Linked DNA regions of Mus musculus: region 1 is linked to region 2. The links are chromatin contacts, called in public HiChIP or PLAC-seq maps. All regions are on one chromosome and are shown on one strand. Each heading gives the region's core, a stretch centred on a gene start, on an enhancer-like site or on the middle of the called end of the contact. The rest is flanking DNA. Distances are from core to core; before and after follow the strand shown.

Evidence for each region. HiChIP or PLAC-seq counts read pairs in DNA pulled down with a chosen protein or histone mark.
Region 1: an H3K27ac HiChIP or PLAC-seq map of trophoblast stem cells shows a contact between it and region 2, with 18 read pairs. The contact joins the promoter of Higd1a here to the enhancer-like site in region 2. A contact is called at or near these places in 5 of 39 promoter capture datasets (embryonic stem cells, frontonasal cranial neural crest, liver and 2 more), 3 of 115 datasets of contacts at active chromatin or transcription factors (embryonic stem cells and trophoblast stem cells) and 3 of 9 other capture datasets (adipose tissue, liver and pancreatic islet).

What each region holds. Positions count from the first base shown.
Region 1 is chr9:121,856,323-121,861,613 of GRCm38.p6, reverse strand. Higd1a (HIG1 domain family, member 1A) reads left to right here and starts at 3,818. Exons shown (of 4, transcript NM_019814.5): 1 at 3,818-4,102. It overlaps Gm47112 (predicted gene, 47112), which reads right to left and starts at 3,867. Exons shown (of 1, transcript NR_168944.1): 1 at 2,406-3,867.
Region 2 is chr9:121,813,435-121,818,647 of GRCm38.p6, reverse strand. Ccdc13 (coiled-coil domain containing 13) reads left to right here. Exons shown (of 16, transcript NM_028384.1): 8 at 1,894-2,055; 9 at 4,302-4,478; 10 at 5,156-5,213. Among named protein-coding and RNA genes, the nearest start is that of Gm51698, 13 kb to the right of the region's middle. Within about 2 kb of position 3,292, at least 11 of the 459 cell types and tissues checked have an H3K27ac peak or open chromatin away from gene starts, as enhancers often do. A contact at or near this core is called in trophoblast stem cells, where this site is marked.

The DNA.
Region 1 (5,291 bases), core at 2,569-5,068, 42 kb before region 2:
ACACAGCTGGAGTTATCACAGAGAAAGGAGCTTCAGTTGAGGAAATGCCTCCATGAGATCCAACTGTAAGGCATTTTCTCAATTAGTGATCAAGGGGGAAGGGCCCCTTGTGGGTGGGACCATCTCAGGGCTGGTAGTCTTGGTTCTATAAGAAAGCAGGCTGAGCAAGCCAGGTGAGGCAAGCCAGTAAAGAACATCCCTCCATGGCCTCTGCATCAGCTCCTGCTTCCTGACCTGCATGAGTTCCAGTCCTGACTTCCTTGGTGATGAACAGCAGTATGGAAGTGTAAGCCGAATAAACCCTTTCCTCCCCAACTTGCTTCTTGGTCATGATGTTTGTGCAGGAATAGAAACCCTGACTAAGACACATGCCTCAACATACATGTGGAAGACACAGAACAACTTCCAGGAGCTGATCCACCATGTGGGTCCCAACTCAGGTCACTCAGCTTGACAGCGAGCTGAGCCTTTCACTGGCCCTGACTTCCTAGGTAATACACCAGCCCTGTTTCTGTAAGTAATTGGTTTAATAGGTACATGTACTTTCTACAGAGGCTCCAAGGAGGAGGTCTGCCTTGTCACACAAAATCTCCACTTTTCATGCCAGGTATGAGGTCCTCATTCACAACTGGTACTCATAGTTCATAAACAGAAAAGGCAAGTCACTTCTCAGGCGTGGGGAGGACCCATTTGAATCCCAACAAGAATGAGGCTGGGGCAAGAATATTGCAAGTTTGAGGCCAGCCTAAGTTATTCAATGAGATCCTGGGTTTTTTTTGTTTTGTTTTGTTTTGTTTTGTTTTTTTAAATAGTGGTATCTTTTAGAAGTCCAGGGTCACTGTTTGTATGTGTTAACTTGGGACTTCCACTCAGATCCAAAGGAGCCTATATTTCATTTTCTGGAAACTGACAAGTTAGCTAAAGTACTCTGAAGTGTACAAATTCCTTGTCAAAATGAATATGCTTTGGTCATTGTTAGTGTTGACCTTTATATTTATAGGATCAAAGGATGAATGATTTTAGGTTTATCTTCATTATTGGTTAATGAAGATAATTTTAATATTATAAGCAAGTTATACCATAATCAATCACATTTATATCTTTCCATAATGTCAAGAGTTTATTGAATAATAATAAAGCCATAGCTATGTCCATTTCATAAGCTTCAAGCACCAAGTAGTCTTGATTTCATTTGGGAACATGACCACCAGTCAATTCCTTTTATTCCATTCTAATTCTTTTCATTTTTATTTAATGTGCACTGGTGTTTGCCTGCATGTATGTCTGTGTGAGTGTGTGGGATCCTCTAGAAGTAGAGTTACAAACAGTTGTGAGCTGCCACGTGCATTCTAGGATTTGAACCCTGGTCCTCTGGAAGAACAGCCAGTGCCCCTAACCACTGAGTCATCTCTCACAGCCCTCCATTCCAATCTTAGTTACTTACTCTCAGATTCCACGTTTCATGCCACACAAAATTATACCGATCCTAGAACTACTAAGAAAAGGCTGTGACCATCCTGGGTTTCAGAGGCCCTATTACAGGGTAAGGCAGAGAGTTAGCACTCGTGTAGTATCACTACTGACGGCTAGGCATCAAGGAATCATCAATAAGCTATTCAGAGCACTAGGCTGCCTAGGTGCACAGCTGGTTTAAGGTACAGCATTCTAGACACCTATATAGTTCTAGTGGGCAAATCAGGCAGGGTGGTGTACTCAGATGAAGTTCCTGGAACAGAATCAGGAATCCATACAGTGGAAAACGTAGAGTGACTCAATGACAGGTCAGATGCCAGAGCAAGGTCCTCCTGTTTTAGTTTTACCACACAGTCTTGCTGGCTTCAAACTTGCAATTCTCTTCAGACTACCAAGTTCTGGGGCTGTAAGTGTCACTACGCCCAGCACTACCTCTTGTCCTATGACTCAGGTGAGGAAGTTCCATCATTCTTTGGTCTAGTGTGTTTGCTAAGCTTGTGGGCCTGGTTTCTCTGATATGGTTTTGGTATGTCCAAGTGTTCTGATTTAATCTGATGACTTCATAAGACGGTGCTTTTTCATTGGTGTATATACATCCATGTCTTGTGGTCTGTGCAGCACAGTTGAATGTTCTTTGTGATAAGCTGTATGTCCAACATCTGGTGGTTATCTACTTACCCAGGTAAGCATCCTGCCTTAGCAAGAGATTTTAGAAATTGAACAAAGTGTTGGTGTAGAAAACAGTTACTCCAGGCAAGGCTCAGTCAGCCTCAGCAGAAACTCAGAGCAGGGCACTGCCGATCTCCTATGGAACATGCTTTCTCTAGTCAGGTCTTTCTTCGTTTACCACCACTGACTCCTGCTCAGCAAAGCTGTGTTTAGCACACCCATACAAAGAACATACTTTCAAAGACACAAAGCTGCCACATATCCAAGGTATGGAAAGCTTTATTTCATTTTTGTTCTTTGAACCAGGGCTTCTCTGTGTAGTCCTGGCTGTCCTGGAACTTGTACTGTAGACAAGGAAGGACTTGAACTCTGAGATCCACCTGCCTCCCTCCTAAATACTAGGATTAAAGGTGTGCACCACCATAAAAGTTTTATTTTAAAAATATGTGTATCTTGCCTGCATGTATACATGTATGTGCATCATATATACATGCCTGGTGCCTGAAGCAGTCAAAAGAGGGTTTGAGTTCCACTGAGTTGGGATGGTTGGGAGCCTCACGTTGAGTGTCAGGAACTGAACCTGGATCCTCTTGTAAGAAGAGTAACAAGTGCCTTTAAATCACTGGGACAACTCTCCAGCCACAGGCATAGAGTTTTATCATGTATAACATGGAATGTTTCCTACATATGACTTAACTCAAATAATTTTTAACCTGTGTTTGATCCTTGGAACCTGTGGGCAAAGGAAACAACAGGTCCCTTCATGTTGTCCTCTGCTCTCCACACATTTGCCATAGCACATGTGCCCCTCCCCACAATAAATAAAATGGTAATACAAAATTTTAATATTCAGTCATGACACCTGTTATGTAGTTATTGGAAGGTGGCTCATAAGACTACACCAGCCTTCAGGAAATTCAAGAAACGTATTGAGGGCCCAACAAGATGGTTCACTGGGTAAAGGCCACCAAATCCCACAATCAGAGTTCTAGCCCCAGGGTCCAGACATTAGGAGGTGACTGGTGAAGGTTGTCCTCTGACCTCAGCAAATGTTCACACAAGTAAATGTAATAAAATTAGTTTACAAAGAAAAGAAACATTGAGGTATGGGGAAGTTAGAAAGTTAGCCGATTCACTGTGGTTCCTCTTGCCAGTTTATATAATCGGTGCACAAAGGGGGAAGAAGCCCTCTGCAGAGCTGCCTCTGGCGGGGCAAGGGGTGGGCAGGGTAGACAAGACGGAATCCTTTCTCTTGTCCGTGGTTGGTGCTCTATTCGGGGTGAGGAGACAATTGTTCCTCTCCCTGAAGTCACTCAAAGTTGAGTACCTACCAGTAGCCTACCTCTCTCAGAGGCCGCCATGTTCTGCTACGCTGAGAGTCTTGGACAGACACGTCCCATAGTGGGGCTGTCGGTGTCTGCCATCCCCGGAGCCCACACGAAGCCCCGCCCCGGAAGCTGCCTGCCCCATCAGACTCCTCCCCAGGCATGTGTGAGGTCACTGCTCTCCGGCCACCACCAGCTCCGGGGAGGGACCCAAAGGCGCCCCGACGGCGCATGCTCCCGCTCGGGCGGGCCGCTCGGCTCACCTAAGCCGGTCTAGCCTGCGTGCGTGGCGTTCGCGGAGCCCAGCGAACCGGTCGCGAGAACCTCGAGGCAATTGGGGTTGGGAGGCAGCGGCCGCCAGGCGGCACCGCGCCAGCACTGCCGCCCAGGCCTCACGTCTGACACGAACAGCGCGCGCCGCCACGAACCGGGCCGGCCCCCCAGCCAATGGGCGCCGCGCTACAAGTGACCACGCCCACCGCCCCTCGCACGTAAAGGGAGTCTCTGGCCCGGCCTCGCCGGCTGCTGGCTTCTGATTGGCTGGGGCGAGCAGTGGCCGCAGCAGGCGAAGCCGGTGTTCTCGCACTCGGGTGGCGGCCAGAAACCGGCAGGACTGGAAGGGACCCCGCGTCTCGGTGAGTGAAGCGGGAGCCGGGCGGGAGGCGAGGGCTGCGGGGCGGGGGGTCCCTCGGGTGGGCGGAGGACTTGGGGTCCCCGTCGGCCAGTGCATGTGGAGCCGGAGGAAGGAGGCCGGAGCTTCTGGAGCGGATCGTGGCCGAGGGAACGAGAGTCGCGGAGGAGGCAACGATGGCAAACGGGGACCGGGCTGGTGCCAGCTTCGGGGATCCCGGGAGCAGTGGGAGGAGAGGGAGAGGGAGCGCGATCGCACGGGTCTAGGAGTCTGGACAAGGTCACAAGAAGGTGGGAGGTGAGGCAGGGCGCAGCGCTCGGGCACCTCGGCCTGGCCTTCCCGGGCGCCACCCGGGGTTTGCGCAGACCTTACGTGACCCTGTGTCACCGGATGGAGGAGGGAAGGCTGTGGCGGAATGCGAATGCCCCTGACAAGGGAACGGGGTGCAGAGATCACAAAAGCACGACTAAGGTTCAGGTGTGCCAGCCGTCCGGGTGACTCGATTCTGTTCTCTGCTTCCCTCGTTTATTCCTGGGGTGGAAAGCAGTCCTCTCTTTGAGGGGGTGATCCCTACCCGGGAATCTGCTTCCCGGACTACTGAGGCCCCCTGCAAATTGACAGTTTGGATGCAAATTCTTGACAGGTTCAAAAGGTTCTCGGTGCTCCTGGAATGTGCTAGAAGGTCTTCTCTGCACAGTATAACTTGAAAGGGCTTCTTAAGATACAAATCCTAGTGTTGTGCCCCTGGCCGTTTGAATCACAATCTCAGAGAAGCCATTTTGCACAAGCTGACAGGTAACTTAGGCAAAATCAGAATTTAAAATTTACTATTTTAGGTAATAGTTCTTAGGACCAAAGGGACATGCTGGGAAGAGTCTTCAGCTGTTATATCACCTGATGCCCAACCATTTTCTTATTTACCTCTTCTAGGTTGCCATGCCTTTGGAAAAGTGTGTCAGTAGTTATGCCTGGCCTTACAGAATAATGTGCTCAGCAAACTAAGTTTGAATATCTGGTTATTGCTGACTTAAAAATAAAAATATGTTCTACTTTCTGACAGATATAGGTCAGTCATTGGGTGAGTGAGATAATAAAAAAAAATCTAGTGGGAAAAAATCTTTTTAACTTGGAATTGAAATTGTTAGATAATTTAACTGAAGAGAGAATAGCCCATTTAACTATAGGTGTAATGT
Region 2 (5,213 bases), core at 2,043-4,542:
TTCCGTACCACCTTGAACACGCCTGATCTCATCTGATTCTTGACAGTGGTGTAAAAGAAACACATACTAGAGAAAAGGCTGCCACTATCATGTGGCACAGCTGTGGGGAGGCATAAAACCAGAGCCTACCTCTCACCCTGAGAAGTATCAGCTCAAAAGGCATCGGAGGCCTCAGTGTTAGGCCCACAGCCTGGCGATGCTCTAGGAACAGAACACGGCCCTCTGAATAGGGACACAGGGCAAGAACTGATAGGATGGCATTAAACGGAAAGGATTAGGGAACAAAATGCCCAGCAGAGTGATGAGAACCTGCTGTGTGGGCAGCCTTTGCCACCTGTAGCTCTGAAGATTGATAATCAGAATATATAAAGAACTCCAAAACCTTAGCAAAAGAACAAACAACTCAAATTTTAAATACACAATTATTTCCACATACACTTCTGAAAAGAAGAAATACAAATGGTTACGGAATGTATATATGTGTGTGCATGTGTGAAGAGGCCAGAGTAGACATGAGGCAGTGTCTCCTACACCCAGAGCTTCAGGCCTCCCCTGTCTCTGTGTCTCAAGCTCTGGGGTTACAGGCAGGCCGCCTGTTAATAGTCAACATCCTTAGCCATTAGGGTAAGGATACACTAAGATTTCCTCTCTTCGAGCCACTGCTTTATGAACATCGTGTCTCGGTGAGGATATAGGATGTAGGGACAGAGGAATGGCTGGGACCTAGCATGGTGTGGCCACTGTGGAGATGAGTATGGGGATCTTGAGAAAACTGAAGGCAGAGCTTCCATATGACCCAGCTCTACCACCCCTGGATATACACTGAGAGGAGACTGGGTCAGCGCAGAGGATCCCAGAGATACCTGTCCACTATGTGGTCTCAGCCTGGGTGCCCATCAGTACGTAAAGTACAGACGCTGTTGGCACACGGTGGAAGAGAGATGTGTATATGAACAGTGGTATTTTAGCCATAAATAAATAAAAAAACAAAAGTATGGTATTTTCGGGAAAATGAATAGGGCATGGGCATCATTGTTTTAAGTAAAACAAGCCACACTCAAAAAAGACAAATATTTCATGTTTTTTTTTCTTATAGAGGATTTTTTTTAATTGACATGAAAGAGACAGACAAGAAGAAGAAGAAAACCAGGGGAGGGAAAGAGAGTGGGTGTGGTTCACACGAGGTTCCAGATGTGAGGAAGCACCACAGAGAAACCAGACCCCTATGTGTGCAATCACTATGAGAATATTTATAATAAAAAAGAAACATTTCTTTTTTAAAAATCACCGCCGGGCAGTGGTGGCACACGTCTTTAATCCCAGCACTCAGGAGGCAGAAGCAGGTAGATTTCTGAGTTCCAGGCCCACCTGGTCTACAGAGTGAGTTCCAGGACAGCCAGGGCTACACAGAGAAACCCTGTCTCGAAAAAACAAAAAACAAAAAACAAACAAACAAACAAAAAAACCCCAACAACAATTAAAAATTCACCAATGGCTTTTGTTAAAATACAGCTTCCAGACCCTTCCTGCTCCCCGTCCCTTGTTTTGGGGGCATGCAGGCTCGGGATGGGGGAGGTGGTTGGGTGCCGAGTCTTTAGGGCATCACTGTACCTTCAGGCGGGCCCATTTTCCTGGGAGGGGATTAACAGTGGGTACAAGGAGCCTGGCTGGGCACAGTCAGGAGGAAGGATTCTCGCTGACCCAGAATCATCTCTTCTAAACAAGCCCCTTAGATGGTTTCTCCATTTGCCTAAGATCTTCCTAGCCTGTGCCCATCCTGTGCCCACCCTGGAGGGGTGGCTCCATCTTTAGCCCAGTACAGTCTTCCATGGCACCTAGGTGGCAGGACCAATGGATGTAGACTGGTGAGACAGCCAGCTTTCCTGCCCTTAGGTCCGAGATCTTGAGAAGCAACTGGGACAGCGTCAGAACAAGCCTGCAGGTTCATCGAGCTCTGAGGTGCCTCTCAGTTCAGACTCAAGGAAGATGACAGCACAGGAGAAAAACCTACTGAGGATCCGCAGCCTGGAGAGGGACAAGCAGGAGAGCTGGGAGGTGAGGCAGGCCCGGCCCACAGGGATGGGAGACTCACACGGGGGCCTTGGGCCTCACTTCTTGTCAACCAGTTTGAGCTGCCTGGGTGGGACCCCACCACCATTCAGTGAATGCTAGGTGGTCCAACTATGGCAGTTTGAGAGGAGCTATATGTAAACCTTCCTGTAAAGAAAATATGTTGGCCAGGTGTGGTGGTGCACGCCTTTAATCCCAGCCCTTGGGAGGCAGAGGCAGGCAAATTTCTGAGTTCGAGGCCAGCCTGGTCTACAGAGTGAGTTCCAGGACAGCCAGGGCTATACAGAGAAACCCTGTCTTGAAAACCAAAAAAAAAAAAAAGTTGTCCCTGTTGTGATAAAACACAAGATAAAACTAACTTGAGGAAGGAAAGGTTGGTCTAGCTCACTGTTTGAGGGGAACCCATCCTGTCAGGGTGGGAAAGTGTGGTGGGAATGGGATCCTGAGAAAGATGAATGCCAGTGTGTGGTGGCTCCATTTTCCCCCTCTTTATTCAGTTTGGTACCTAGCCAGTGAGCTGTGCTAGCCCATGAGCATGGGTGTCTTCTCATCTGGAGATGCCCCAGTGGGGTGCCCAGGAGTGTGTCTTCTAGGTGACTCCAAATTCAGACACCTTGACAGTGATGGTGAACCCTCACACTGGATCACACTCCCAATCGTGGAATAGGGTGAAGCCTAAAGAAAGTGCCCCAAGGCTGTGAAGGGGAGGAGGGGTAGTGCTTCAGGTGTGCCTCTCAGGTGTGCCTCACTGCCGACTGGGAGTCAGTGGGAGCTGTCTCTGGCCCTCAGCACCTGACACAGGCTTCCAACAGTGAGGCCTTCCATACCTGCCCACTGGGAGACTTCATCTGTAAGTGTGTCTGCCAAGCTCCAGGCCAGGGGTGTCAGGAGCCTCCCTGTGGCCGCCTCCAGCCTCCTGCACCTTGTATACCAGCCCAGTCACCAAGGTGCTTTAACTGTGAAGAGACATGGTCATCCGATCTTAGGACAAGTAATGTGGTTTGGGGGAGAAGGAAGTGGGGAGATGTGAGAAGCAGAGATATGACCAAGGATGAACACTAAGGTAGGGAACTAACAAGAGCAGGCTGGGATAACTGAGATGGAAGGACGGACGGACGGACAGGAAAGGGAGGTGTGGGAAAACTGAAGGCTCCACGCTGAGCATGAGAAGGTGATAGGATGGAATGTCTGAGTCAGTGTCTGGTCTGTTGCTCCGCCCTTGCCTCTGTCAGCCTCTCTTGACCTCTAGCCCACAAGGAACTTTGCTCTTCTCAGCAGCTCCCGAGTGCCCTCAGTTGTCACCTTTTTAGGAAGTCCTCCTCAGACTATATTCTGTTGTGTCCCCTCCCCTACATCACAGTAAGCAGCAGTCTGTCTCTCTGCTTTACCCAAGCATGTCACAATCCCAGACACATAGTAGGCCCACAGGAAATATAAGACTGAAGAAAGGAATGAGAGGCTCTGAAAATGTATGCAGCATATGAGCTTGTAGCTTACCGTGGTTAGAGCCAGGTGCACAGTGCAGAAGGGATCTGCATCCCCACACAGTGGGGGTGTCACAGAAGCCTGCTGGCTGTGCTTACCGAGTGGTCCCTCACCGAGTGGGTTTAATTGGGAAGAGGCCAGTTGTCAGCCCCCAACAGCACTATGTTTCTATTAGAAACAATAAATAAAACACAAGTTAGGTGGACACGAGCCATTTAGGTTAAAAAATGGGGTTTGATGGACAGTGCAGCTAGTTCTGGTTATGTGCTGTGTGTGTGTGTGCTCTGTGTGTGTGTGTGTGTGTATGTATGTGTGTGTGTATGTGTGCATGTGTGTGTGTGTGTGTATGTGCATATGTGTGTATGTGTGTGTGTGTGCATGCGTAGGGGCCAGAAGACACTTGCAGGAGTCATTTTCTGCTCCTGTGTAGGTCAAGCTCAGGTCTTTATCTGCTGAGCCATCTTGCCAGTCCTGATGTTCATGTCATAAAGCATGAGGGATGCTATGTTGCCAACCCATCCCATCCCATCCTGTCCCGTCCCTCCCTGTGCCATAAAGCTGTCTACCAAGTGCCTGTCAGAAAAGCGGAGAGCTGAGTCTGCATGAGTCAGGGCCCTGGCTCCATCGCTACCTCCTGTGCCCCTCAACAACTGCTCCCCCAGCCCTGAGTCTCCCCAGAGAGAGGGACCCAGGGTGGCCTGGGCTATGAACATAGGCTGGCCCTCAGCTTTCATTTTCTAATACAGAAACTGGCCAGCGAGCGGGACACCCTCCAGACAGAGCTGGAGGAGCTGAGAAAGAAGTTCGAGGGCATGAGGTCTCGCAACAAGGTGCTGTCCAGCGAGGTGAAGACCCTCAGGAGCCAGATGACAACCCTGGTGGAGAAGGGCAGGCATGACGATGAGCTGATTGATGCCCTTATGGTATGCAGGGGCGGGAGAGCCGAGCCACCCCAGACATGCTTCCTATACAGACGCCCTGAGTGCCTGAGGGAGATGGCTATGACCCTGGTCCCGGTGACACTGGGATCCCCCAAGGAGATGTGGGTGAGAGAGGGTGTACCTCTGGGGAGCAAGCAGACTGCAGGGCAGGCCTGCCTCTGTGGACACTCACTGATGGTTCAGGTGTGATGAGCTTCCATGTTCTCCTGAGGTGAAAACAGCTGCCTTCTCCTGCCCCCAAGTCACGCTGTCCGTCCCTTTTGCCCCAAAGCAGGAAGCCTCTGTTCTTAGAGTCTCTCTGGGGACATGTTCAAGGGACTGGGCCTCAAGTTAGGTGCTGGCAGACTCCTTGTGAGACGGCCTGGATCCTAGTTCAGGCCTAGGCACCCACCACCCACTGAGTTCCTTCTGGTACCTGAAGAGCACCTTTTCGCATGATGGCCCAGGGAGGAATCTGAGACCAGAAGGGATCAGAGATGAGCCTTGCATCCTTTGGGGAAGGTGTTCCTGGCTCTCAGAGGGATAGCTAGTGTCTCCTGCTAAAGTCTTCTTGGGCTAGGCAAAGTTGCATGGCTCCAGGGAAAAGTCAACTGTCCCTGTCCTTCCCTGCCCTAAGTAGCCCAAACCTACTTCTAACTGCCCTCTGGCTTGGCCCTCAGGACCAGCTAAAGCAGCTGCAGGACATTCTGAGCAGCCTGAGTGTGCAGGAGGAATCGA